Linked DNA regions of Rattus norvegicus: regions 1, 3 and 4 are each linked to region 2. A link is a contact called in public Hi-C data. All regions are on one chromosome and are shown on one strand. Each heading gives the region's core, a stretch centred on a gene start, on an enhancer-like site or on the middle of the called end of the contact. The rest is flanking DNA. Distances are from core to core; before and after follow the strand shown.

Region 1 (7,024 bases), core at 427-2,926, 150 kb before region 2:
TAGCCCTAAGCACACACATGGACTGTAAGAACACCTGTGGCTCTAGTCGGCAGCTCCCCGGAGAATACAGGAAAACAAAGCCTAGAGGTGCCCAACACCAAGCCAGCCATTTGACAGGGAGGTAGGGATGGCCTGTCCCTAGCCTACACCGACAGTCTGTCATTCAAAACAAAAGCCCCTCCCCAGGGCACAGTCACCCGTGTGATACCCATTGTGGTTGCCTCTAAGGAACAAAACTCAAACCCAACTTTTCCAAGCAGAGCCTAGGAGTTACATAACACTGGTCTCAGCAACAGGCAACCCAGAAGGAAAAAACGAACCAGCAGCTGTCTCTCAGCCACCTTAACCAGCCACAAAGTGGGCTGTTTCCACCCGAGGCGCCAAAACCCTAGATTTGCTCCAGAGAGCCCCTCCACCAAACTTGAACCCTGGCTGGAGGCGTGGTGGATGGAAGTGGCAAGAGGGTGAGATGGGATGGTTGGACTAGCCAAATAGGTGACCCTGGAGGACAGTGTGGGTCCAGAGGATAGCACTAGGGCCAGAGAAACCTAGTGTAGGTCACCTTAGACCCACCTAGAAGGGGAGTGAGGGCAGTTCTGGCATAAGCCTTGAGCTGGAGCAGATTCTGTGCTATACAGGAGGAGGGACACTAATGCAGGTCACTGCCCAGTCTAGCTGGGTGGAGGAAAACAGGACAGGTAGCAGAGACTAGGTGCAGGTGGCTAGGACAAGAGGCAGGGAATTAGAGGAGATGGTATGTAGTAGGGACCTGAGGCAGATGGCAATGACTGTGGCAGGTAGACCTGGGAGAGGTATTGGAAAAGGTAGCTGAAGGTGGAAGCAGAGATCTGGGAAAGGGGTAAGTAAACGGGAACCAGGGTAGGGTAGCAGAGATCTAGGACAGGTAACAAGGACCCAAGGCAGGTGGCAGGTACCTGGGCAGTTAAACAGGAATCTAGGGTGGGTAACTAGAGATGGTCAATAGGGATTTTGTTTAAGGAGCCAGAGTAGGAAGCATACACCCAGGCTTATTAACTGGACCTGGGGCCGGTAGCTCGGACCAGCACAAACTCGGACCTGGCGCAGGTTCACAGGGGCCCAGGGCTGGTTAACTGAGACCTGGCGCCGCAGCTCCCGCTCCCGCCCGGTTTCCGGCGCCGCCATGCGCCGCTCAACTCACTTGCGCGTCGAGCTGGCCGGCCGCGCCGCCTGCACCCGCTCCGCCTGGGCCTCCCGCGCCGCCGGGGCCGCCGGGGGGCGTCTGCGTCTGGCTGGGTAGGGTGAAGTCGGTGAACTCGAACTCGGAGCCCTGGGTGTCGGCACCGAGCAGCTCGGCCTCCTCAGTGTCCAAGAAGGTGAGTGTCTGAGAGCTGGGGCCGTACGCCTCCACGCTCATCTTGCCGCCCGGGCCGCGCCTTCCGCCGGCGCCTCACCGCACTCGAGCCCGAGGCTTCGCCTAGGCCTAGGCCGTAACCCGGAGCAGCCGCTGCCGCCGCCCTGAGGACCGGGCGGGCTCCGAGCCGGCCTCTGGAAGCAGAGCCCGGACTCCGGCTCCGAGCTCTGAGTTGCCGCCGCCGCTGCCGCGCCCCTCCGCAACGCTGCTCGCCTCAAAGCCGACCGCCGCTCTCAGCCCCCTGGACAGGAACCGCCGCCGCCGCCACCGCTGCGGTGCGCGTGCGCGAGCCCGACGCCGGCGCAGGCGCGCGCGTCCCTCCCGGAAAGTAGCCAACCGCACCGGGGCACTAGGAGCAGAGCGGGAGGGCGGAATTCGTCGTGCGCCTGCGCGAAGAGGCGGGCCTTCAACTGCCTAAAGGACCTGGGCTCGCGAACTTGGCTCCGCCCCAACCGCTGCCTAGTGATGCGCATGCGGGGTTGCGACATCCTCACCGCCAGGCTTCTGGGCTGCATGTTCATTAGGTGCTAACTGAGGCTCTTTCCAGAAGGTCTTGGGTGTAGAAACTGTGGCACAGGGACCGCGCATCTGCCTTCCTTGAGCTCTAGTTACCCCGTCTGCCACTTGACTCGTGGCCATCTTTACTATTCATCGATTGAATGAGTAGAGAGCAGGGATTCTGCCAAATGGTAGTCACTGCTACCCCTGGCACTCCTGAAGCCTGTGAAGATAACTGCTTCTTTCTTTTATCTTGAGATCAAGTCCCACTGGTCCGGGCTAGCCTGGGAATCGCTGAGAAGGGGTCAGATCCTCTAGAACTAGTTACAGATGATTGTTAGCCCCTCTTGTAAGTGCTGGGAGCCAATTCTTTGCCTCTGAGCCATCTCTCTAGCCTGTTTTGAAAGAGGGCCTCATATAGTAACCCAGGCTGGTTTGGAACTCTGGGGAATCTTCCTGCCTCAAAGCCCCTGGTGGTGCGATGACTGTACATTCGATATTGTCCACAGAACCCAGAGCTTTTGTATGCTAGGCAAAGGCCACCAACTGATGAGCATCCACAGCCAGAATCGAGACTCAGAGGAACACACTCCTTCCTCCCTGTGCTACCTTCCCACTCTCAGTGGAGGATGTGTAAGTGTCGCAGCTCTGAAGGGAAAGGCCTTCCCCCACAGAAGTGGATCCGCTCTGCTTGGGCAGGGGAGGTTTCCCCAGAGAAAGTGTTTCACTGTGTTCCAAAAGGTATCCTGGCAATTGGGAGCCAAGGAATACAACAAAGTCACAGCACACAACAAACCTCATAGGAGATTTATTGGGAGGGGAAAACCCAGGAGGGTGGCTGCCTCTGCTGAGGTGGCTCTCCCAGTCAGTACAGGGCTGGATGTGGTGGCACGTGCCTTAAAATTCAAGCACTCAGGAGTCGGAGGCAGGGGGATTGCTAACTCTGAAGCCAGTCTTGTCTACAGAGCGATGTCCAGGACACCCAGCATTACATAATCTCAAAACACAAAAAAGATGCTGTGTGTAGAGGCCCAGGCCCAGGACTCTGGAGATGGAGGAGTGTTTGTCTGCATGCATGCCTGTGCACCATGTATGTCTATGCAGTGCCCTTGGAAGCCAGAAGAGAGCACATGATCCCCAGAGAAATGGAGTTACAGATGGTCGTGAGCTGCCTGTGGGTGCCAGGAATTGAACCTGTATCCTCTGCAAGAACAGGCTCTTGCTCACTGAGCCATCTCTCCAGCCTCAATGCACACAATTTAAGAGACTAAAATATATTTTAAAGACCAAAACAAGGGGGCTGTTGACATGGCGCAGTGTACCCGAGCTCAAATTTCTAGACCCTATGTAAATGTTGGGGTGTGAGGACATGTGCCTGTAACCCCAGCTCCTCTTTGGGAAGATGGGAAGCAGGGTCTCCAGAAGCTTGGGGCAGGCCAGCCTGCAATATCCAATGCTGACAAGAGATCCTGCCTCACACAAGCTGGGGCTTGAAGAGGCACACATGGCATTGTCTGATGTTACAGGTGCCTGTGGTAAATGGCCTGCACACACAGGCTTGTGCCCATACTGTGCATGTCTGAGACTTCTCCACAGTGTCCCAGTGTCACAGCAATGTATACTTTGTTAAGAACCTGAGGTCACAGAGGAAGTGTGGGGCCACTGTTTCTTCTCCTCCTTCTCCTCCTCTTCCTTCTTCTTTAATATAAACCTTTTTTTAAAAGGATTTTATATGAGCACACTGTAGCTGTCTTCAGACACAGCAGAAGAGGGCATTGGATCCCATTACAGATGGTTGTGAGCCACCATGTGGTTGCTGGGAATTGAACTCAGGACCTTTGGAAGAGCAGTCATTGCTCTTAAGTGCTGAGCCACCTCTCCAGCCCTTTTCTTCTTTTTTAGTGAAGGACTCTGTTAGGAAGGAAAAATGGCCAGACCTGTAATTATACACCGACCTATGGTCTGTGACCTCACGCTCTGGAGAGATGAACCCACTTGCTGGGTCTCAGACGTCAAGACAGGAAAGATAGATAATGAAGTGACCCAAGGACTGATGCTGGGGCTCTGCTTGGAGCTCAGTTATTGTACAGTGCTGGTAGCTGAATAGGACGCCTGTTTATCTGAATGCACAGGACCCTGTGTTCTACCCCCAACTCCTTACAAGCTGGGTGTGGTGGTGCACACCTGAACCCTACCCCACCCCAGCACTCAAGAGATAACCCACTGAGCAACTCTGAGGCTGGCCTGTATGTATTTTGCAGGTTCTTCTTTCTTCCACTTTTCAACCCCCTAAGACTAGGTTAGAGAGAAAAAAGAACAGAGAGGAAAGAAAGAGATCTTTAAAGTTCAGGGATTGGAAAAGGGGCCACGTTAGATCTAGAATATTTCCTGCTGATTAGGGGTATTGAGTTCCTTGGGGGCAGGTTTGACCTCTGCCATCAGGATATCTTCTTGTGTTTCTTCTTTGTGCATAACTATTTAACAAACTGCAACCAACCTCTAACCAACCCCCAGCCCTCTCAGGGCTCTCACGTTTATTATACCTTCGGAAGAGTCCCCAGAGTTCCAAAGCCACACAATCGCCTAAACTCTCTGCAGCTGCAAAATCACGCCCCTGCTAGAGCAGGAGGCAAATCACGGTCAGCTGCTGTGGACGGTCCCATGCAGCCCCATCTCCCACAGCTGGGATTAAATGAAAACATACGAAACTAAAACTGTAAAATTTGTCACTGCCCCAGCCTGTGCTACATAATGAGAGGCTGACTCAAAAAAAAAAAATCACCATAGGAGGCTGGAGAAATGGCCCAGAGGTGCTCTCCCAGAGGACCTGGGTTTGGTTCCCAGCACCACATGGCAGTAGTAATCCCCATACCAAGGGATCTGATGCTTTCCTCCGATCTCCATGGGCACCTGGCATGGGCGCCAGGTATAAGCATGATGTACAAATGTACCTGCAGGAAAACAGCCATACACATAAAATAAATCTAACATTTTTAAAAATCAAAATAGAAGGCCTAGACCTTTAATCCTAGCACTCTGGAGACAGGAGCAGGTGACTAAGAACTCCAGGCCTGCTTGGTCTATATAATGAGATTATCTGAAAACAAATAAATAAGCCAAATAAATGAATCAGGAGTTTGAGAGATAGTGTCTTAACCAGGGTTTCTATTGCTGTGATGAAACACCATGAGGAAAGGGTTGGGAAGGAACATCATTGTTCATCACTGAAGGTGGTCAGGACACAAACTCACACAGGGCAGGAACCTGGAGGCAGGAGCTGATGCAGAGGGATGTTACTTACTGGCTTGCTCCCATGGCTTGCTCAGCCTGCTTTCTTACAGAACCCAGGACCACCAGCCCAGGGATGACAGACACCACCCACCATGGGCTGGGCCCTCCTCAATTAGATTACTAATTGAGAAAGTGCTTTACAGCTAGATCTCATGAAGGCATTTCCTCAACTGAGGCTCCTTTCTCTCTGATGACTGTATCTTGTGTCAGGTTGACACATAACCAACCAGTACAGATATCTCGGTGATTAAGAGGGCTTGTTACTCTTGCAGAAGACACAGTTCTGTTCCCAGCACTCATAGTGGGCAACTCAACTTCCTGAGACTACAGACTAAAGGGATCTAATGGACTCTTCTGACCTCCAATGCTACCTGAATCCATGTACACAGATACACACAGAAACACACACACACATAGACACATATACACACACTCATTTCACACCCTCACATACATACTCAGACACATTCACATACACACACTCAGACACATTCACATGCACACACACATGCACACACACTCCCACACATTGACAATTCACACAATACACACAATCACATACATAATTCAAATCTAAAATAGATTTATCCAGGCCCCAATTGCAGGAGAATGGAGAGTTCAGGGTCATCCTTGACTATATATTCATTTGAGGTAAGACCAGGTCTCAGAGAAGGACAACTCAGTCCTACCATGGTGGTACACGCCTTTAATCTTAGCACTGGGAATGCTAAGGCAGGAGGATTATGAATTCAAGGCCAGCCTGGGCTACACAGCAAGATCCTGTTTCTAAAATCAATAAAGTCAAGGTTGGTAGCACACATCTTTAATCCCAGCACTCAGGAAGCAGAGGCAAGGGGAAATCTCTGTGAGTTTAGGGCCGGCCTGATCTACACAGTGAGGTCTAAGCCACTACAGAACCAAACAATAATTGAGGGGGCTAGAGAGATGGCTTAGGGGTTAAGACTGCTCTTCCAGAGGTCCTGAGTTCATTTCCCAGCAACCACATGGTGACTCACAACCATCTGTAATGAGATCTGAAGACAGCTACTTATATATAATAAATACATAAATCTTTAAAAAAATAAAGAATAACTGAACACACACAGCCTTCACAATTGCTATGCTACGTCAGCCATCACAGACAGCTCAGATGGCTCAGGGGAGTCCCTGTGATCTACACAGAGGAAAGAGGACTTGGCCTGTTTTCTAGATGGTTCTGCACCATATGCAGCCCCTCACCCCACAGCAGACAGCTGTGGAGCCCCGCTCTGGTACATCCCTGGAGGATGCCTTTGAAGGTTGATCCTCCTGGCTGGCCGGGACCTCTACGCACACACCTGGTGCTCACTCTGGGGGGAGTGCAAGCTGGGCCTGTAATTACACATTGATTCACAGGCCACGCCTGTGGCTTCGGATGGGAGACCAGGAAATTGGAAGGAACAGGACTGGAGAATTGGTGAAGGAAATTGGGCAGAGGATAGACTATGTAGATAGATTTCCAGGGAGTGAGGCCCATCCCACGTGGATATACACTGATGAGGGACCTCAGCACATTTTAAAAATTAAGCTTGTTTTTATTATCAAAATGAGGAACCCTTGCCACAGTGCACATGAAGAGGTCAGAGGACCACTTGTAGGAGTCAGTTCTCTCCTTCCATCACGTGCATCCCAGGGACTGAACTCAGGATGTCAGGCTTGGCAGCAAGCTCCTTTACCTGCTAAGACATCTTGCTGGCCCAGCACAGAAGAATAATTTAATGGAGAGTATGCCCCACCCTCTAGGCAGGCACCTCCTTCTTGGCCTCCCCTGTCATCGTCCAAGGTGCCCATGAGTGATGTGGC
Region 2 (6,869 bases), core at 3,281-5,780:
AGCTTTGGCCCTTGCTCGTGCCCAGCACCTGCGATTCTTGCACGGGAGCCAGCAGGCGGCTGCGTCCGCCCGGGAGACTGGGGAGGCCGGGGGTAGGGTTGGAGGGGGGTAAGCAGGGGCTGTGGGGGCCTAGTCTTGTGCCAGGGCCTGTCAGCGAGTCCCCAGTTTTATTTATGGTGTGAGGCCGATGTCCTTATCCGCTGGCCTGCTGGGGGACGGCTGCGGCTGGGGATTGGACCCAAGGGCTGGCTTTGTCCTCCCAGCCCACCTCGAAGTCACACCCAAGCATTCTCTCAGGCTTATCTTGGGGACCCGCCCCTTGGGCTGTGCTTGCTGTCTGTCTCCCTCCATTTCTGTCACTCACTTTCCCAGAGCCTTTAAAAAAAACGCTTTTAATATAATTAAACTTTTTAAAATTGCCTGTTTTTGTGTGTGCCTTCGTGAGCGTGCGTGCCACAGCACACACATGAAGGTCAGAGAACCGTGAGTTGCCTCCTTCCACTATATGGGACTAGGGCTGGCGATAAGCAGTTACCCACTGAGCCTTCTCACCTGCCCTCCCCCGACCCCCCACTCCGTTTGGATAGTCACAGGGAATCAAAGGTAAATCACCGGCTTTAATTTGCAGCTAACCTGCCTCAGCCTACCAAGTGCTTGTGCCACCACGTTTGTGGGAGGGACTCTCCTCATAGTGACTGGGGGTATAGTCCCAGGATCTCTACTTTCTGTGTCTTTGTCTTGTTTGTCCCTTGCTTTATCTGTGTCCCTAGAGTCTCTGTCTGGCCCTGCTTAGTCTCCACTGATTTCCCTTCCGACCGAATACTCGGTTTTGCCTCCCACTGATTTGACTCCCCTCCTTTGCCCGTCTCCATCGCTGTGGCATTGCATTCCCTCCGGGTGACGCTGGGTCCACACCTGACAACTTTCCCAACTTTTCCCGGGCCGAAGCTGGTCTGGTTTGGGAGGCCGCCGTCCCCCGCGCGCCTCCTGCTGGCCGCGCCCGACACTGCCGCTCCACTCTCTTTAGAGCGCCCGGGCCCGGGCGGCGGGGTGTGCGAGCCGCGGGGCGGCGAGCCTAGCTCGGGCCCGGTGCGGCGCGAGCTCAAGCAGTTCCTCGGCTGGCTCAAGAAGCACGCGTACTGCTCGAACCTTAGCTTCCGCCTGTACGACCAGTGGCGTGCTTGGATGCAGAAGTCACACAAGACCCGAAACCAGGTAGGAAAGTGGGGAAGGTTTGCATGGGGGTGAAGGAGCTGAGGAGGAGAGGGACCCGGTGTGTATCCTCCACAACACTGCACTCTTCTTTCCAAGCACAGGACGAGGGGATCCTGCCCTCGGGCAGACGGGGTGCGGCGAGAGGTAAGGGAGTACGGGTGAGTGGGGACTGCGGCAGTCTAGATAAGGCCTCTCCCTCTCCCTTGGTGTTGCTCAACGGGAAGCTCTTAGCACTCGCTCATTTAGCTTGTATTTATTAGCTGCAACAGGGAAGCGTCAGGCTTCACTGCATCATCCAGCTGCTGAAAGGGAGTCATCTCAAGACTCCCAGGCTTAATGTGGCCTCTTTTCTGCCCTCAGGTCCTGCCGGCTAAACTCTGAGGATAGGCCATCCTCCTGCTGGATGCAGACCTGGAGGCTCACCTGAACTGGAGACCATCTGTACTGTCACTTTGGGGCAATGAAGAAACAAACCAGGGGCTGGGGCACAATGAGCTCCCACAACCACAGCTTTGGCCACATGATGGTCAACTTTGGATGTACCCCAATATGGGTAGGGTTGGAGTAATGACAAGGGTTATGCAGGACCCTCCAAGAGTCTCTTTGAATAAATAAGAAAAGAGTTGTTCAGGTCCCGTGGTGGCCAGTATGTTTGGAGCTTGTGTACTCTGGAGGGTTGGTACAGCCCCCTCACGTCTAAATTTTAGTCCTGTTTCCTAGAACACTACCTGTCCCGAACTCCTTGGGGGTGTGAAATCTTATACCTGCTCTCCCTGTTCCCCTGAGGAATCCCCTCCCCCAAGATGGCCGACCCATTCCAGGATACAGAGCCGATGAGAAAGCTGCAGAGGGAGAATTCTTTATTGCGTGAGGCGCGTTGGAGGGCAGCCCAGCAGGGCACGACCTCAGCCAGCTGGCGGTCAGGGCTGGGCCGGACGCCATGGGCCTCTTTTCCCGTCTTCCTCTGGTCCCTGGGGAGCCACCCTCACTCGGCAGATTCGGCATCAAACCTGAGTTCCTGCAGAACCTCACTGATGGCCTCCATGGTTTTAATTACCCTACAAGAGCGGATGGAAACTATAAATAAAACCCAGATGGGGTGAATTAGCTGAGCTGCACAGCTAGCGGGGAGGGGGGCAATGGCAGGCCCTCCAGCCTGCTGCCAAACCTCAAGCCCAGCCTGGGAGCATGCCCAGGAGGCTGGGTGGCTCGGTGGGTCACAGAAGGCTCATGGGAAAGGCCATGGTGGGGGGAAGGGGTACATGTCACCAGTAAGTCGGGATGCATGCCTGCCTACGCTTAGAGACCTGCAATAGAACTGTAGGGGTTCACACAGGGGAGCAAGTGGGATTGATCATGTTCAAACTCCTGAAAGCAATAGAAACTGTAGGCGACATGATATGCTGGCACATCCTAGGAAGCATGTATCTGGGACGTCAGAGTGCCTGCCCCTCTCCCACCAAGGTGCCAATGTAAGGTAGCTGGCAGGCCGCGGGGCCCACGGAGCTCACTTTATCTTCAGCTGGTGCAACTTTTCAGGGTCCTGTTCTGACACTCCTGGTGTCCCCATCACCTGCAGCAGCGCCACCTGGAGGTGGAAATGGGAGTGACAGTAGACAAAAGCCACACAGAGGGAAGGAGGGCCAGGAGTGGACCCTAAGGAGAGCAGAGCTTGAGTGGGAGGGTTTGCTTTTAGGGTTCTCCTGTGGAAGGCAGTACTGAATAGTTTGGAAATAGTTTCATAGTTTGTAAAACAGTTTGGAAATAGTTTCATTGTTTGGAAAAGCCAGAGAATGGTGACAGGTACGGTAGGCGTGGCCTCCACCCCAGTGGCGGAACAGGAAGTTATAATTACAGGATGGTGATACATCTGGGACTCTGCAGAGTTTGGGGTTCTTCACTAAGAATTCCAGACCAAAGATCGACCGATGTGTGCATGGTTTACAGTGGGCAAGCTTCTCCTCTGCTAACATTGGCTAGGTTAGGGTACGTGGAGCCTTGGGATCTGGGTCAAGGACCAAGGATAAGTGTCTGTGGGTATTTGTGGAAGTAGTTTGTGGGTTCCAACGGTGATAACCCAGAGTTAGAGAGGGACTTAAGCAGCCACAGTGGTGGATGCGTTGGGTCCCCAGGGTTCTTAGGGCAGCTTTACTGAGGGGCTGGTATAAATAAGCAAAATCTGGGAGGGAAATACAGGCAGACAGGAAAAACCAGGAGAGGGCCCAAATGCACCGAGGTGTGTGGCAAAAATAGTAGTAGGTCGGGGTGGCTGGGAATGGGTTGTGGCCCATGCCCCATTCTGAAGGAGAGGCGGTGATCTTACCGTGGCTAGGCGCGTCTGTTCTAGCTCTTGAAGGTTGCGCACGTGGCGGGCGAGCACCGGTTGCGCTCGAGGCCCTGCCAGCTCCGCTTCCACTGCCAGTACCTCGCACGAGGCAGCGGCGAAGGCCTGGGTCACCTCATGCACGACACTCCGGTAACTCGGGAAGTCATGGTGCAGATCACTGAGCAGGTACTGACGGTGAGCTCTGCGGTGGGCGGGGAGGATGCTGAACTAACACCCCTGACTCGCAGACCAAGCTCCCTGCTCTAGTCACCTGGAAGACCCACCCAACTCGAAGGAGCCAAACCTGAATCCCACAGACTGGGAGACCTGCTGTCAGGACAGAGGCCGAGCTTACCCATCTCTGCACTCGGAGAAGCTAAGGATCAGGCAGAGGGTCACGCCTCCCCCTAGGCCACGCCCACAGTCCTATTCTGCTCTACTCAGATACAATGGGCCACACCCCCAGCTCCACCCTTTCTCGGAGTAGACTCCGTCCTCCCGACAGGTTTCAGTGTCACGGACCCTTTTACCCACCCTCCTAGACCTCGCCTCTAAGTACGCTGTGCTCCGGGCTACCACACTCCCGCCATCTCCTGGACCAGATCTTGGTTATCTCCCCAACTCTTCCAAACAAGTCCACAACATAGGTCCATCCAGTCCCGCCTCCAGCCATTTCTCAGCAAGTACCCCTTTGGCAAGCTCTCCTAGGGCCCGTCCCCTCCTCCAGCCCAGCCGGCTCACTGGTCTAGACGGCGGAAGGCCTGTGCACGTTCATTCTGCAGCTGCTGGATCCTCTGCACCAGCGTAGCGATCGGGGCATCTCTCTACGGAGGTGTGGGGCCATGAAGCCAGAGCCCATCGCCCATCGCCCCGCACCCGTCGCACCAGCACCCGAGCTCACCCAGGCCCACGTGGGCTCCGCAGACCCGGGGCCATCCGCAGCAGCTAGCACCTCTGTGGCGGCGGTGAGCATGACTGCGCAGTCCAGCGTCGCTTGGGAACGGCCGCCGCTCCCCCTGCTGGCCGGGAGGTCCACGACCAACCCGCGCGCACCTGGCTGCCTTTGAACTCTAGCTCTATAGGAACTAAGCTCCAGGATTCCTTGTACATCCGTGGATCCTCACAGGCGGGTATCAAACAAGGTCACAATTGAAGCTACAAGTATTTCTGCACGGGCGATGCTAAGAATGTAGCTAGGGGATAGGATGTGTCAGTGGCTGAGTACTAGTTGGTGTTGCAGGGCTGGACCCAACACCACTATCGACATGGCCACTCACACCTGCCTTCAGTACAACCAATGCCCCTTTTGATGTCGCCTCATATAGTGCACACAGTCCATCCTTTCAGATTACACCTTTGAAATGGGATGCAGGGCAATAATAATGCATGCCCTTAATCCCAGCACTGGGGAAACAGGAAGATGTCTGGGAGCTTGAGGACAGCCAGGGCTTTAGAGAAAAACCAAAAATAAAAAAATAAAGCTGGGCCTAGGAAACCCAGTGGTTGAATGCTCTGAAAGATTCTCTCCCCGTTTGACATTAGGGATGGAATGATGGCTGCACATATACCGGGGATTTGCAAACTGCTGACAACCAGGTTCAAGCCCACAGAACCTCTGAAATGACAAGGAAGACTGAATACCTCAAGTCAATTGCAGTCAACACAGTTGGTCTAGCACTCCCCAGGATGGGCTAAAATGTGCCAGGCCCCCTAGAGTACGAAGCTATACTCATGCAAGTGTGCCTGATATTCGAAACCAAAGGTGGGTGAGATGGCTTCACAAGCCCATAGCTTTCTATGTTCCTGTGACCCCCAGTGTCATGTCTGACAGAACAGGGCTGATGGTGAGCCTGGATCATGTTGCTCAGGCAGCATCCTAACTGGCGTATGGAGGACTGAGTATGGAGTATTGAGTTGGGTAAACTGCCCTTTCAGAGATCCTAAACCATGGTCCCCACACATCAGAGCTGAGACTACATAATGACAATGTGGCCAGAGCCTGCTTCCTCATACTGGCTCCCTACAGCAGCACCATGGGCTCTATCTTTACACGGGTTCCAAGTTTTAACCGACTTGCAACCAAAGGCCTAAATTGGGTGTGGCAGAGGCCTGTCTGCCATCCCAGCCCGCAATATTCAAGTGCAGCCTGGGCTATATGGTGAGCTCCCTTCTCACTGGGAGCACCCCACTCCCCACATATCCCTGAACAGAACAGTCACTCTGGACACCAATTACTGCTCCAGTCGATGGAAGGGGACTTTATTTGGTCCCGGGGTCACAGGCCAGGTATGGCCCAGCTCTATTTGACCTTCTTCTTGGGGCGCAGGTTGTTGGTGTGGCCGCACTTCTTCTTGCGGCAGTTGACTGCACGGGGGTGCAGGCGTGCGTAGCACTTGCGGCAGATCATCTTGTCACAGTTGTACTTCTGGGCAAGCTGACGAAGGGACGGCTCGATGATGCCACCGCGAAGACGCAGCACCAGGTGCAAGGTGGACTCTGTCAAAGATGACAAAAGCTGAGTCCCGCCCGGGCAGCTCAGGGTAGATCTCACACAGGACAGGGTGTGGGCTGCCCAAAAAACCCCAAGGAGCACACCCCAAAGATTCTTCCACAGAGGCCAGACAGTAAAGAACTGAGACTGAGGCCAGAAGAAGGGGCGGTCACTACGGTGCTGGCATCGGGGAGCTTTATGGGTCCCGTGCAAGCACAAGTCAAACTGCAAGAGACATGCCCAGTGGCAGTCAGTCAGCCCTACACAGCACAGCAAGCATCCAGGTGCCATGACACACTGGCACCTCACTCCCCGGTGCTCCACTCAGGCTTACACACACCCACACAGAGAACAGGCAGCCAGACGTAATGGCACACGGGATTTGAGCACAGAATAGTCAGTGCTATGCAGAGATGCACACAATGTATGTGTGTGTGTGTTGTGTTTGAGTGTGGTGACATGAACACAGAACATCGGAATAAATGCTCAAATGGGTTTGAAGCTAACACGAGCTAAAAGGAGTTCTTCTAGACACTCTGGGCCTAAGCTGACACAATAACAAAAAGACAGAAGTAAAGGCGTGGCAAGTAAGGGCACACAGATGGGCCTGTCTAGTGACCTGGGCTCAAGCCCTGAAGCCCACACAAAGCTTGAGAGGAACCTATTTCAAAAAGCTGTCTTCTTCCCCTAGCTCACAACAACCACACATTCCCACTGTAAACACATAGAGAAGATGCCAGGTGACTGGAACAGCAGTCCACAGTCAGCCCCACCTACAAGCAATAGAGCCCTTACCTTTCTGGATGTTGTAGTCGGACAGGGTGCGGCCATCCTCCA
Region 3 (6,925 bases), core at 2,495-4,994, 200 kb before region 2:
TTGAAAGTGTTGGAACTGCGCAGGTGGTCAGCCAGGCGCCCAGGGGTGGCAATAACCACGTGTGGCTTCCGAGAGAGCTCCAGGGCCTGAGTCACCATGTCTGAAGTAGAAGGAGAGGTGAGACTGAGTGGGAGGGATGAGCAGGGACCCCATGGCCCACCCCAGGCTCTCAGCCACCATACCCATGCCACCAACGATGATGCAGTCCTTTAGGCCCAGAGGCTTCCCCAGCACTCGGAACTGCTCAGCTATCTGGTAGGCCAGCTCTCTGTGGGTGACAAGAGCCAGCTGGATCAGTGAGCACTTGTGCCTATATCCCGTCCCCTCTCCTTCCTCCAGGCTCCTCCTGGCCTCCACTTCCCGAATGCTGATGGCCTCTTCAAAAGCAATGTTAGGGAGACTGGCGGCATGTCTCAGCTCTAATTGTTGTCTCCAAGACTTACTGCCTGTCTGCTAATAAAGGCCTAGTCCTGGAAGCTTCTAGCCTCCGTACAGTCTTATCTAGGGCTAGAATGTTTTCAGCCTCTGAGACTTGCTGCTGAAATAACTCATCCTTTCTAGTTCTGACCTCTTCCCTCTCCACACTGACTGATTCAAACTGCTCCCCACCACCACCACCATCCCCCTGCTTCTCCTGAGTTGCCCTGCTTAGCCTCATACTAATGCTGGCAATCTGTTCTAATCTTCTGGCTCGTTCTGTCTTCACCTGTGTCTAGTTGCTCTCTCTCTGCAACCTGCCTCTGTACAACTGTCCCAGTAAAACTGCCTCCTTCCCTCTGCTCTGCCCCTCAAGTAGCTTCCCTTTCCTCTTCTCCTGAGAGTTGGGCATGTGCTAGTCTGTCAATCTTTCTCTGATTCGTCACTTTGTCTGCCACTCAATTAGGTATCACTTTCAAACAATGGGTGCTTCCTTCTACAAACTAACTTTACCTTCACTGTTTGGGATTAAAGATGTGTGGCTAAGGCTGAACCACACTACAACTTGAGACAAATAAATAGCACAATCTTAGGGTTTACAGTGTGATAAAATATCCTCCAACAGCAGGCAGAGCTCTGTGAATTTGAGGCCAGCCTGGTTCACAGAGTGAGTTCCAGGAGAGCCACAGCTACACATAGAAACCCTCTCTAGAAAATCCAAAAGGAAATAAATATAAAATAAGGTGGGGGTGGAGAGGCAGCTCAACAGTTAAGACCTCTTCCAGAGGTCCGGAGTTTAATTTCCAGCACTCATATGGTAGCTTACAACTGTCTCTAATAGGACTTAATGCCCTCTTCTGACCTGTGCACGTTAATCAAACCTTTGGCAGGGTGCCCACCTTTAATCCTAGCACTCAGGAGGCCGAGTGAGACAGGAGGATCACTGAGTCAATGCCAGCCTGGTCTACAGAGTGCGTTCCAGGACAGCCAGGGCTACATGGTAAGACCCTGGAGGATGAGCGGTGGTGGAAGGAAGTTTGAAAAACAAAGAGCCAACAGTTCGGAGCAAGTTACTGCTCTTGCAGAAGACCTCGTTTATATATAATATACATAATATATATGCATATATAATCTTCAAATAAAATGAGGCTGAGAGAAATTGAGTAAGATGCCTGATGTTAACCTCTGGCCCACATGTAAACACATGTCACCTTCTGTGTGACGTTTGAGGCCCATATTCAAGGTGCTCTGACAGGATCCTTTCTGTTCCCTGGCCTCTCAACCTATGCACACCAGAACCTATACACCTACAACATATTTTAAACACATTATTACATTTATTTATTCATGTGGGTGTACACATGCTGTGGCGCTCCGCCGCTCTGCTGGAGGTCAGAAGCTAATCTGCAGAAGTTAGTTCTGTCCTTCCACCCTGTGGGTGAGTCCCTGGGGTCTGAACTTAGGTCATCAGGCTTGCAGGCAAACACCTCTGGCTGCTTAGCACTCTTGCTGGCCCAATAATATCACTTTGTTTCCCTAGCTGTTAGATTTGGTAGCTCCTCCCTGGCCAGCTACCTCCTGAGTCCTAGGAACGTTTCACACACCCCATTATTCCTGCTTGATTCTGCATCACCACAAGAAAGGAGTGATTCTTATCTCATTTCACACATGAGGAAAGTGCAACTTGGAAAGGTCAAGGCACTTGCTTCAAGAAAGCACATGTGGGCCGTGTGCTAGAGGCTCACCTAGTGGGTGTCAAAACCAGGCAGAAGATGCCATAAGGGTCCTCAGACAGCTTCTGCAGGATGGGAAGTACAAAGGCTGCTGTCTTGCCACTTCCTGTTTTTGCACAACCCAAGCAGTCCCGACCTGGGCAGACGGCAAAGCAGTATTAACATGAAGAAAGGCCATGATTGGTCCTGTGAGCATTCACTCATTATTGTAAGAAATAGATGGGTATGGTCTGCTTACAGTTTATTAGAGTTACAGGTGAGTAGGAGGTGCTGGGCCCTTCTCTCCCTTAGTTGGTGGCTGGCACCCGCATGTCTTACAATTCTAAGACTTGGAGACTTACAGGTGGTCTGCTATGTGACTGAGCCTATGATTATAAAAGGGGGGCAGTTTCAAGCCCCAAATTATTCATTAGATAAGAGTTGGGGCCCCAATGGACCAATGGGGTGGGGAATTTGGGAAGGGGGCAAGCCCTGCAGGATTGGGGGGAAAGCTTCGAAAACTTGCTTGAAATCAGTATACCAGTTACTTTATCCTTTTTTCAATGCCAGCACCCTTTTCTGCAGAATAGAATATTAAAAGCTGTTTTATGTTCACTAATCCCTTGAACATCATCTAATTTCCAACAGTTATTATGACTGCTTGTTTGAAACAATTTTTCAAGTATCCCAGGCTGGTTTGCAACTTGCTACACAGCTGAGGATTATCTTGAACTCCTGATCCTCCTGCTCGGTATTGAGATGACTGAGATGAGAGATGACCACGTTCGGCTCCAAGGATGCCTCTTTAATGGCAAAAGTGAGCTGAACTGAAGAGCACTGACACAAACACGGAGCCTGGAGTTTGACAGCCTCTGTTTCTGTTTGCTACGTCAAGGCCAGTTCTACTCCCCACCCCCTTTTTTTTGCCCCAGTGCCACGTTTTAGTCATTCACCGAACTCTCCCTAATGCTCGGGTTCTACGAAAATTTCAGAGGTTCCATCCATCACCTGTATGACAATGCACACGAGTCAGTCGAAGCCTAAATGCCAATGCTGCGGGTCAGGATCTCTGAAACACCCAATGCTGTCCTGATTCGTGGGACCCGGGGTAAGGAAGAGGGGACAAAGAAAGGCATTAAAAGAGAGTCAAGGACTCACCTTCCAGGATGGCCGGGATGCACCCGAGCTGCACCGGCGTGGGCTGCTTCAACCCCAGCTGTCGACACTGTTCCACCAGCCACGACGATAGCCGGAGCTCAGCGAACCCCGCCATGCTTCAGACTAGTGTAGAGAACCTAGTGGTGAGCACTTCCGGCGCGTGAATGGTACATCACGTCCACCCGGAGCAGTCCCGCCTGGGAAAGTTGTGAACGAACCCTGGCAGATGAATGTGACGTCACGGAGAGCCACTGCGCAGCCACCCGCTCCAGATCCCTCAACCAATCCCAGCTTCGACCGCTTTTCAGTGTTTTGGTCCTGAAAACCTTGTGTTTGTTCATCGAATCCGATCTATAGTTCTCGGGAGGCTTTGCATGGTTTCTGTTTCAACGCCTCCTATTGGTCCCATAGAACTACGTTTCCCATAGTTCCCGGCGGCAGGTCCCTGCTTCCGGCCTACGTGTCTCCCAGGAAGAAGACCGGTTAGAGGGGTGGTGACATGGCTCCTCCGGCTCCCGGCGCGGTCTCTGGCAGCTCTGGAGAGGTAGACGAGCTGTTCGACGTGAAGAACGCTTTCTACATCGGCAGCTACCAGCAGTGCATTAACGAGGCGCAGCGCGTGAAGGTAGGCAGCGTGCGGAGCAGTTCTGAGGTTTTGGTCGGCGGACTCGGTTTTTCTTATAGTCAAGGATAGTTTTGAACTTACTGTGTAACCGAGGCTGACCTGAAGTCCTACGCCTTCAGTCTCCACCCCTTGAGTGCTAGGCTGACAGGCGTGCACCCCTGTGCCCAGCTTCCAAAATTTTATTAGTTGATTGATAGCTCAATTCGTAGCCCAGGCTGACTTGAAGTCAGGGTAATGATGAGGTGACAGGTGTGCGCCACTGGCTCTATCTTGTAACCTCTTACTATTTCGTTTCTCCTCACTCCCCTTTCATTAAGTGTTTAGGCAGGCATCGTGGTGCACGCCTTCTATCCCAGCACTTGGGAGGCAGAGGCGGGCTGATCTCTTAGTTCAGAGTCAGCCTGATCTTCATGAGGGGTTCTAGGTCAGTCGGATAATACTGTAATCTGTCTTAATAACAGTCTCAAGCCAGAGGTAGTGTCGCGTCTCTTAAATCCCAGCACCCAGAGGCAGAGGCAGTCAGTTCTCTGCGTTTTAGGCCAGCCTGACCTACATAGCGACTTCCAGGGCAGCCAGGGTGCCACAGAAAAATCCTGGCTTGGACTGTACCCTCCTCGCCCTCCCACCCCACCCCCCCAAAAAAAGAGAAGTCCGATTATAAATGAAGACAGTCTCCTTTAGCCCAGGCTGGCCTCGAATTCCTCATCTTGCTGAAGAACACTGAATTCTTGATTTTTGTGCTTCCACTCTTGAGTACTGGGATTGCAGTGTGCACTGCCAGCCCCAGTTTATGCAGTACTGGAGGTGGGAAGCACAGCGTTGATGCAAGTGTTCTACGGACTAAATCCCAGCCCTGGCTTTGTTTTATGTTTTAAACAGTCGCACGTAGCCCAGGCTGTCCCTAGATTCAGCAGTCTTGCCTCAGCCCTCCCAGATGCAGGATGACAAGCCTGTGCTTGTCTTTAGTTCATTAAAAATGGGAATTGTCTGCAACAGCCTGTGTTGTTGACAGGATCACCTATCACTGATCCCTCTCTGCATGTGTGTGGAAAACAGCATTCCTGCTGGGCTCAGTGAGAGACAGAGTTGATGGAACTCCAGGCTTTCTAGGTGCAGTAGCCTCGGCAACAGAGGCCAGGCAGGCAACCAGGAAAGTGGTAGTCTCAGGCCTGGCTATTTTGACTGTGAAAACAGCGTAGCATTCCAGGGTCAGGGCATGATGGGCTGGAGTGTGGCTAGGGTAAAGTGTGTAGAGTAGTGTGTGGAGGTTTGTTCTTACTGGTCTCAAAGCTCTCTTTTCTTAAGGTTCTGGACAAGCAGCACTTCCTAGCTTTCCCAGCGGCTCTGTATTCACTGAAGACATCTAGCTCCTAGAAGGTTCTCTCTAGTCCCAGGCTCTTCTCCCATCTCAGAACAGCCAGATGTGGCGTCCTGTCATCCTTAGGACCTCTTCTATCTCCCTTCCCATAGGTCCCTTTCCTCTATGTCTCTGCTTTTAAGGACTTATGTGGTTAGGTGTAAGTTCCTGATTCTGGACTCTGAACTTTAGGGATGCGGGACAATAAATGTTTAGTCACCAGTCATTGACCCAGCAAGCTACTTCAGTGACTCTCTGTGATACCGGCATCTTTCCTTCCTCTCCTTATGCCTTTCAGGTTTAGGGAGACATCAAGACTCTTGTGTACTGGTCAGATGCCCCACCCTATGTCCTCGCCCAGTGTTGGTTGAAGCTTGTGCTCCCTCTCTCTCATCTTCCCTTTTAGTACCTACCACAAGTACACAGCAGCCCCACCTCCGACATCAGCCAGCCCAGTCTCCCTGGGGCCCTCAGCATGTCTCATAGTCCAGGCTGGTCCTTCTGCTGAGTTCCCAGGATCTCTTCAGATAGCATGCAGGTGGCCTGGTCACCATCTGTTCTTCCAGGCAGGGAGAGCTCTAGAACTGTAGGTGGCTTGAGGCAGGGCCTCTCCCTGCTGCAATTTCTGGCCACATGAGAGCTGCTGGTTGCTAGACTGCAGTGATCAGGGGCCCCTCGGTGTGTGGTCCAAGCTCCTCCAAAGGCTGAGGCAGGAGGATCATTAGACTCTGTCCTGGGTGCTAACTAAAATAAATGTGTGTATCCACCGACCACAGAATGGCCTAGCCTGTGTGCCCAAAACACAGTATATCATCACCCTGTCCTCACCCCAGGTATCACACCCAGGAGGCCGAGGCTGGAAGATTTCAGGTAGTTCATGATCAGCCTGGACTCTAAACTCAGTAGGACTTTTCTGGGCTGGGGCATGCAGCCCTGCTGCTGCTGCAGCCATATGGCACTGTGCCCTGATACCTGGGGTGATGACAGCCTCATTGAGATAAGATCAGGCTTTTTACACTGTGCCCTCTGTGGAGGCTCCTTTGGGGCTTCTGGGCCTCCTGGATTCCAGCTAAGGCCCTGAGCTATTAGCCTGAGTGCACCAGGGAAGCTCCCAGCAGGCTCCTCAGCCTCACTCAACAAATCTCCTCACAGCTGTCCAGTCCTGAGAGAGAAGTCGAGAGGGATGTCTTCCTGTATAGAGCATACCTCGCACAGGTGAGTGTGGGCCGCCTGGGAAGGGCACAGGTACTCTGCAGGAAAGCTGTGGACAGTCAACCCAGGGGCCTGGGTCACCATGCTTCATCATGGGGAGGGTTGGGTATGTGTGGTCTGAGGACAACTTGTGGGGATCCATTCTCTTCCATTGTATAGGTCCTGAGAATTGAACTCAGGTCACCAGGCTTGGCAGCCGTCTCACATAGCCCAGGCTGGCCTTGAATTCACTATGTAGCCCAGGATGACCTTGCTTCTCCAGCCTCCACCTCCTTTGTGCTACCATTACCCACATAAAACAGTGAGGTGTATTTTCACCCATTTGTTCTAAAAACAGCCCCCAAGCCGTGCAAGATGGCACAGACCTGTCGTCCCAGCACTTGGGCACCTGAGGCAGGAGGAGCTCACGTTTGAGGGTGCCCTGGGCTACACAGCTAATCCTGC
Region 4 (6,959 bases), core at 2,449-4,948, 130 kb before region 2:
AAACGGGGCCACTTCCCCCATATCCTTTCCTTTTCACTACCTCTGTCAGGTGGTGGGCTACAGAGGAAGTTAAAGCATTTAAGAACCATCATTAAAAACAGGTTTTGAAAAATAATTAAAGTTACACTCTACACAGTGAGTTCCAGGACAGCCAAGGTTACATAGAGAGAATCTGTCTCAAAAAATCAAAACCCAGGTCAGGACTGGTCTATGAACATAATAGAAAATGCCTTCTAGACATGTAGAGATATTAGTCAGATCCCACTAACCCCAAGTGATACCTGATAACCTGAACCCAGTGACACCACACACTGGAGAAAAGCAGACATGGTGGTCCTAGAACCCCATGATGCCCACTGCACAGCGGCGAATAAGCAGAGACCGAGAACAACGTTCCGCTCTCCACATCTGGAGAGAAACCACCTTGGTCTGCCCCGTGGCTGGAGAATCTCCTCCAGGATCCTGGCCCTCAAATCAGAGACTTCTGTTGGACGCTGGACCTGACAATCAGCTAAGACACATAGTCACACGGGTGAGCTGCTTGGGGAGCCAGGCTTAGGATTGTAGTTAGGAACTTAGACGTGAGCCTCAGCAGAGTAAAATACAACTCTCTGAATACTAGCTGTTTGTATCTCCTTGCTCTCCACTGGAAGACTGCTCAGAAGGTGAAGGCACTTGCTGATGACCTAACTTCTCCTCCCAGCACTTGTCCTCGGACCTTCACATACACAGTATGGCAATTGCTCAGTAACAATGTAACCGTTATAGTTACTGTTATCTTTCATCTGGGGAAAGTTCGGCATGAAAAGGTCTATGCTGAGGAAGGTGGCGCCTGCTGACAGCCTATGTAATCACAGGCCTTAGACACCCGCTCCCTGACCCCTGGATTTGGTCCTTATTTATGGAGAGTAAGTCTGGCCTGGGATGTGGGCATTACTAAGTGACCCTCCCCCTTGTTGGCTTGATGGATTCCCCAGACCAAGCCTGTGGCTGGGCAGGCCATGCCCGACATATTTCTCCTTTGGGCGGTGGCAGGCAGCCTGGGCGCCACACGTCTCCTGGCCCAGCAGGCGTCAATCAGAAAGGGCCCCTGGGCTCCACCAGCAGGCCCCGCCTGGCCAGGCTCCTGGAACCACTCAGCCTGGATGTCGGGAAGAAAGACTGGCCCAGACTCATGAGTTCCAGAATATCACAGCTATTGCCTGCCCAGGGCCAGAGCTAAGTCTGGATTCATGTGGAAAGGGATGTGTGCGGGTGTGTATGGGTGGGGTCATGTGTGGGTGTGGGGGGGCTGAGGATGTGTGTGTGTGTAGGGTGTTGTGTGAATATGGGGGCTGTGTGTGTGTGTTTGTGGGTGAGGGGGAGTTGTGTGTATGTGGGTCTAATATGGGATTGTTTGCATGTATAGGGGGTGTTGTGTATGTGTGTGTGTGTGGGTATCTAGCTCCCTCGATCTGGGTGTGGGTCATTAAGCTAGGACATCTCTCCTTAGAGGAAAATACGGATAGACCCCACCTCTGGCTGGGTGGAACCTGCAGTCTATCCTAGCACTTAGGAAACGGAAGCAGAAGGACCAGAAGTTCAAGATCATCCTTGGACACAGAGTAAGTTTGAGGCTAGCCTGGGCTACAGAAGACCCTCACAAGAATAGAAAACCAACCAAACTTACAAAACAATTGAAGCAAGACCCATTTAGAACAGTCGGTGTGTAAATTCCAAGTTACAGAGCCAGGCTGATTTGGGAGCCAGCTCACTAGTGATCCTCACAGGCTGAGAGTGCTCTGATATACAGATGAACATTCAATATTATGTCACAGGAAGACACAGGAAGACATGCTCGGACAGCACTGGAGGCTTGGAGAAGCAGATGTCTGCTGTGAAAGGACAGAGGAGAGGCACGGGCAGGCAGGCAGGCAAGAGGATACCTTCAGAGGGAAGCCAGGACACTTACAAGCTGCCTGGGAGAGGGTCCCTGCCCCTTGGGAGCCAGCAGACAGGGGTGAGGTCAGGCTGACTCCCCTCCCTTCTGTCCTCAGCACTGCCTCCACTCTTGTCCTTCCTTCAATCCTGACTCCCTTTCCCACAACTCCCTGAAGGGCTCAAGCCACGTGGCCCTGAGGCCCAGCCCCGTGCCTAACTTGTGGCAGACACCCGTTAGGCTGCTGTGTGCTCCTGCCTCAGCTGCAGGAGGCACTCCGGAGGCCACAGGTCTGCCCAGCAGTGGTGGTTTTCTGAAGGATTCCAGTGCTGGTCAGCAAGAAGAACTCTAGGTGTGCTGGGAGCCAAAGAAAACAGGAGGTAGCTCAGCCAGCAGGGCGGATGCCATGGGGACCTGGACTCTCTGAACACAGCCACCTTCCTCTGCAGGACTGTTTTCCCTCCTTTGCTCCCATCCCCACCCCACCCCCATGACTCCAACGACACCTTGGGCCTTAAGACATTGGCACTGCTTTCTGCTAGCCCCAAGATCTTGACAGCACACCTGAGGTCTATCCTGCAGCCCAGCCTCTTTCCTACTGAGGACAATTGAGCAGTTTCCACTATAGCCCTGCTGCCTCTGGGTCCTAGTGTAGCCATTTCCACACCCACCTCGGCTGCGTTTGACAGAGCCTGGTAACTGCTTCCTTCCAGTGTCTGTCCCCCAGCAGCTAGCTACCTAGCAGGGGATGTGACCCACAACAGGCACATTTGTTTGTGTAAAACATGGGTGTACCAGACATCTACACACACACCCTCCAACACGCACCCCGCCCCCCAACTGGAGCCACCTCACTGCTTTCCATGACTGATCTAAGGCCTTTATTCTCTTTGTTTCTTGTACTATCTGTCTCCTCCAGGCAGCCCTCCATGATTTCTTCTTGGAACAAGGGATCTTCCTGGGTTGCAGTGGCCCCAAGTGGGCCAGTCCCCCTCCCCCGAGCCCCAGCTTCTCTCTCTACAGACTGTAAGCTGTGAGTCCTGAAAGGCCAGGTGGAGAGGGTTAAAACTCCTGGAGGCTGAGGTGTTTTACAGCTCAGAGTGGGGCTGGCTCGGGAAAGGAAAATTTTCAGTTCTTTTTATGACAGGCTGTCTCCCCAGTGGCTGAGAAGCCAAGTTCAGCGCAGCCCAGTGAGAAGAGAACCCAGGGAAGCTGAGGTTCCCTCCTCCACCCATCCCCAGCACCGCTACTGTTTACTCAACTGTGCAAAAGGGGAAATTGAGGCACAGACATCATTTACTGAGGATTGTTTGTTTGGAGGTGGGGGTGGGGGTGCGGAGGAATTCAAGGCTTAACACCCTCATCCCTCACAACCTCCTGCTGACCCGGACTGAGCCACACCCATAGACCCCTTTTGCAGAAGGGGGTGTGGGGGCCAGAGTGGGAGACCTTTTGATTACTTGTGACTTTGTTTCCCCAATGTTATCTGAGGGGGCGGACGGAGATTGTATTGCATACAGCAGGCACTCAATGGTGAACCAGAGTGTTGGAGAACCCCACTTGACTCTCCAAGGCTCATGACTCTTTCTCTCCTCAGACCCCACCAGGTACTGATCAGCCGCGGGTCATCCCGCAGGGCCATGGGGCGCGGCCCTGAATGCAGAGCCTGGCCTGTTTACCTTGCGGCGGGCTCTGGGCAGGGCCGCGGGGGCTGTCCCGGACCCAGCGCGGGGATAAATAGGCCGCGGGCTTGAGGGCTCAGACAGCAGCTGCAGCTCCGTCGACATGAGCCCCACTGCCTGCGTTCTAGTGCTCGCCCTGGCTGCCTTGCGGGCTACCGGCCAGGGCCAGATCCCGCTGGGTAAAGCCGCTTAGTGAGGGGCATGGGTGGACAGAAGGCCCCTCAGTTCCCTCAAGGCTCATGATTCCTGCTCCTCGGAGCTTGGGGTCCGCTCTCCAGGAATGTCCGGGGTTCCTGAAAAATGAATCGGCGGGTGGAGCTTGGATGGCCCTAGAGGAGGCGGGAGGGGTGATGGAGTGGTTGGGTCGCCCATCACTGGCCCCTGTGGACGCAGGTGGAGACCTAGCCCCACAGATGCTTCGAGAACTCCAGGAGACTAATGCGGCGCTGCAAGACGTGAGAGAGCTCTTGCGACAGCAGGTAAGGAAACAGAGAGGCAGACAGCAGCGATGAGACAGAACAGGGACAGGGCACACAGAGGGGGCTGAGGACAGTAGAGAACAGAGAGGGAGACAGCGCCGGGTCAGAACAGGTGCAGGGGAACATCGCGGTGACGAGAAGGGAACAGAAGGGACAGAAAAGGACAGAGGAAAACAGCGCAAGAGCTGAGCTGACAGGGCGCGAGACAGAGCGGATGGAAACGGCTAGGGACAGGATGCCGGACTGGATGAACCTGGTCAGAGACAGGGAGACAGGGGCTCCGGAACGCGCTTGTACAAAGGCAGATTTAAAGGAGGTGGTTATGGGCACCGGGCTTCCGAGGAAGGGGGTCGTGGAAAGAGGAGGGGGACCGAGGAGAGGGGCTTGGGAAAGGGTCCCGCTGACTTCTTGCCGGGCAGGTCAAGGAGATCACCTTCCTGAAGAATACGGTGATGGAATGTGACGCTTGCGGTGAGCACAGCCCGGACCCAGGGGCGGAGGAAGGGTGGGGGCACAGAGTGGAAAGGAGGAAAAGGGCTGGGAAAGGAGGCTGGCGGGGGCGAAAGTGGACGGCGACCCAGCGGACTGGACGCGGGGAGATGCGCGGAGATCAGCTACAAGGCTGGAGGCTCGCACAGCCGCAGGGCGCACGCGCGAACATACCCAGTCCCAGCGTGGGCTAATTCGAGCCCCTTGGGGGCGTGGTCCCGAACGGCCCCACCCTGGGCGGGAGAAGCTCATCTTGTGGGCGGGGCCGGACAGGCACCTCCTCCGGGCGGAGCCCAGGATGGCTCCTATCCTGGGCGTGCCCTAACTTCTGTGGCTCTGCAGGAATGCAGCCCGCACGCACCCCCGGTCTGAGCGTGCGGCCAGTGCCGCTCTGCGCACCCGGCTCCTGCTTCCCTGGCGTAGTCTGCACGGAGACAGCTACCGGCGCGCGCTGCGGCCCCTGCCCTCCGGGCTACACCGGCAACGGCTCGCACTGCACCGACGTTAATGAGGTGCGCGGGCTCCCCACACCCCCGCCGTCCTGTTCCTACCCGGGCCGACCCCACCACAAATTCCCTCCATCCAGACGACGTCCCCCTCATCCACTGAGGGTATTCTCCTGGAGCAGCCCCTCGCAGCCCGGGACTCCAACCCAGAAGACCTCACGTCTAGCAGGGGGGCCCCACCCAGCTCAACTCCATCACTATATCAGACGCACGCTCTGACCACGCCTTTTGCCCATATCGACGCCCACTCCAACGACCCTTTGGACGCCGGGGGTGGCTCTCTCCAGCCCTTCCCCTCACCACTGGGGCTTGCTCGCCCGGACCACGTGTCTGCTTTGGAGAGTCGCCCTCGACGGGGTGATCGCTGCCGTGCTTGCAGGTCCAGGCGGCCACTTCCTCCCTCGGCTGGGGATGCCCGCCCCCCAAGTTCATTTTCTCATCCCTAAGAGGTCACAACTCCATGCCCATGAAGGCAAAGTCGTCAGCGACCCTCGGGTTCTTTATCCCGTGTGGCACCGTACTTCAAGAGCTGGCTGATGGCTCTTAAGCGCCCTGAAATGCAGAGGCTTGCCAATCCCTTTGAGTTCGAGGCCAGCCTGGTATACATGGTGTGTTCCAGAGCAGGGAGAGCTATGCAGTGAGATCCTGCCTCCAACAAAACAAACCCCTTGCCACATCCAGGAAGCCCCAAGGTCCGGGTTCTCTCTGTCCAGCTTTGGGCTCCTAATCCTGTGTGCTCCTTTCTCACAGTGCAACGCTCACCCCTGTTTCCCGCGCGTGCGGTGCATCAATACCAGCCCTGGCTTTCACTGCGAAGCCTGTCCCCCTGGGTTCAGCGGGCCCACCCACGAGGGTGTGGGGCTGACCTTCGCCAAGACCAACAAACAAGTAAGGGAAGCAAGGGACCCTACATTTACGGCAGGAGGGAATGAAAGGCATTTTGTCCAGAAAACTCGTTCTAGTGAGAAAGTTCTTGGAGGGGGGGCGGGCGCAGGTTACAAAGAGGCGTGACCCGTGTGAAACGTGTTTTGTCTGCCTGTGGTCTCCGTCCCCCAGGTTTGCACAGATATTAATGAGTGTGAGACCGGGCAGCACAATTGCGTTCCCAACTCCGTGTGCGTCAACACCCGGGTAAGGAAGGGACCGTGAGGTTGACCCCATCAAGGCGTGAGTGGGTGGCCCGCTGACGGCTCGCGCCTGCGCACAGGGCTCCTTCCAGTGCGGTCCCTGCCAGCCCGGCTTCGTGGGCGACCAGAGGTCAGGCTGCCAGCGGCGTGGGCAACACTTCTGCCCCGACGGGTCACCCAGCCCGTGCCATGAGAAAGCAGACTGTATTTTGGAGCGCGACGGCTCAAGGTCCTGCGTGGTGAGTGCAGGAGCATAGGGCGTGGAAGAGGGTCCCGGGGCTCCGGCGTGCCTGGACATTTCCACCGACTCCCCTATGCAGTGTGCGGTCGGCTGGGCCGGCAACGGGCTCCTGTGCGGACGCGACACAGACCTGGACGGTTTCCCGGACGAGAAGCTTCGCTGCTCAGAGCGCCAGTGCCGCAAGGTGGCCGTGGCCGGGAGGGCGTGACCGGGAGGGTTTGGTGAGCCAGATAGACACGCGCCTCACCCCCGTGTTCCCGCTCCCCAGGACAACTGCGTGACGGTGCCCAATTCAGGGCAGGAGGATGTGGACCGGGACGGCATTGGAGATGCTTGTGACCCGGATGCGGACGGGGATGGAGTCCCTAATGAGCAAGTAAGGCTGTGTAGGGTCCGTGGGCGGGGCTTGGTGGCAGCGTGACCTCTAGGCTTTCGCTAGTTATCCAGCTTCCGGAGGAGGGACCAGACCTTCTTGGAGATGGGCTGGTCTGGGAAGTGGTCTTTAAATTTTATTACA

Evidence for each region. A called contact is a pair of places that touch in the nucleus more often than the background predicts.
Region 1: a Hi-C map of mammary epithelial cells shows a contact between it and region 2, with 2.0 times the contacts expected there. The contact joins the promoter of Upf1 here to the promoter of Rex1bd in region 2. A contact is called at or near these places in 2 of 12 Hi-C or Micro-C datasets (hepatocytes and mammary epithelial cells).
Region 3: a Hi-C map of hepatocytes shows a contact between it and region 2, with 2.3 times the contacts expected there. The contact joins the promoter of Cope here to the promoter of Rex1bd in region 2. A contact is called at or near these places in 6 of 12 Hi-C or Micro-C datasets (the A7r5 cell line, the Rat2 cell line, hepatocytes and 3 more).
Region 4: a contact with region 2 is called in a Hi-C map of hepatocytes, with 1.9 times the contacts expected there. The contact joins the promoter of Comp here to the promoter of Rex1bd in region 2. A contact is called at or near these places in 11 of 12 Hi-C or Micro-C datasets (the A7r5 cell line, Schwann cells, frontal cortex and 6 more) and 1 of 1 datasets of contacts at active chromatin or transcription factors (oligodendrocytes).

Annotation. Positions count from the first base shown.
Region 1 is chr16:19,105,190-19,112,213 of GRCr8, reverse strand. Upf1 (UPF1, RNA helicase and ATPase) reads right to left here and starts at 1,676. Exons shown (of 24, transcript NM_001427359.1): 1 at 1,181-1,676. The coding sequence starts at 1,396. It overlaps LOC120097369 (a long non-coding RNA gene), which reads left to right and starts at 1,859. Exons shown (of 3, transcript XR_010058650.1): 1 at 1,859-2,524.
Region 2 is chr16:18,953,684-18,960,552 of GRCr8, reverse strand. Rex1bd (required for excision 1-B domain containing) reads right to left here and starts at 4,530. Exons shown (of 5, transcript NM_001399434.1): 1 at 4,443-4,530; 2 at 4,283-4,365; 3 at 3,539-3,743; 4 at 2,727-2,803; 5 at 2,059-2,273. The coding sequence starts at 4,514. The coding sequence ends at 2,201. It overlaps Uba52 (ubiquitin A-52 residue ribosomal protein fusion product 1), which reads right to left. Exons shown (of 4, transcript NM_031687.3): 3 at 6,828-6,869; 4 at 5,773-6,037. The coding sequence ends at 5,841. It overlaps Crlf1 (cytokine receptor-like factor 1), which reads left to right. Exons shown (of 9, transcript NM_001106074.1): 7 at 1,028-1,215; 8 at 1,317-1,359; 9 at 1,576-1,858. The coding sequence ends at 1,589.
Region 3 is chr16:19,155,856-19,162,780 of GRCr8, reverse strand. Cope (COPI coat complex subunit epsilon) reads left to right here and starts at 3,744. Exons shown (of 10, transcript NM_001399438.1): 1 at 3,744-3,912; 2 at 6,422-6,484. The coding sequence starts at 3,787. It overlaps Ddx49 (DEAD-box helicase 49), which reads right to left and starts at 3,428. Exons shown (of 13, transcript NM_001115023.1): 1 at 3,288-3,428; 2 at 2,163-2,286; 3 at 183-268; 4 at 1-100. The coding sequence starts at 3,402.
Region 4 is chr16:19,086,287-19,093,245 of GRCr8, reverse strand. Comp (cartilage oligomeric matrix protein) reads left to right here and starts at 3,698. Exons shown (of 19, transcript NM_012834.2): 1 at 3,698-3,779; 2 at 3,994-4,079; 3 at 4,499-4,550; 4 at 4,911-5,080; 5 at 5,825-5,962; 6 at 6,131-6,205; 7 at 6,282-6,440; 8 at 6,522-6,626; 9 at 6,711-6,818. The coding sequence starts at 3,704.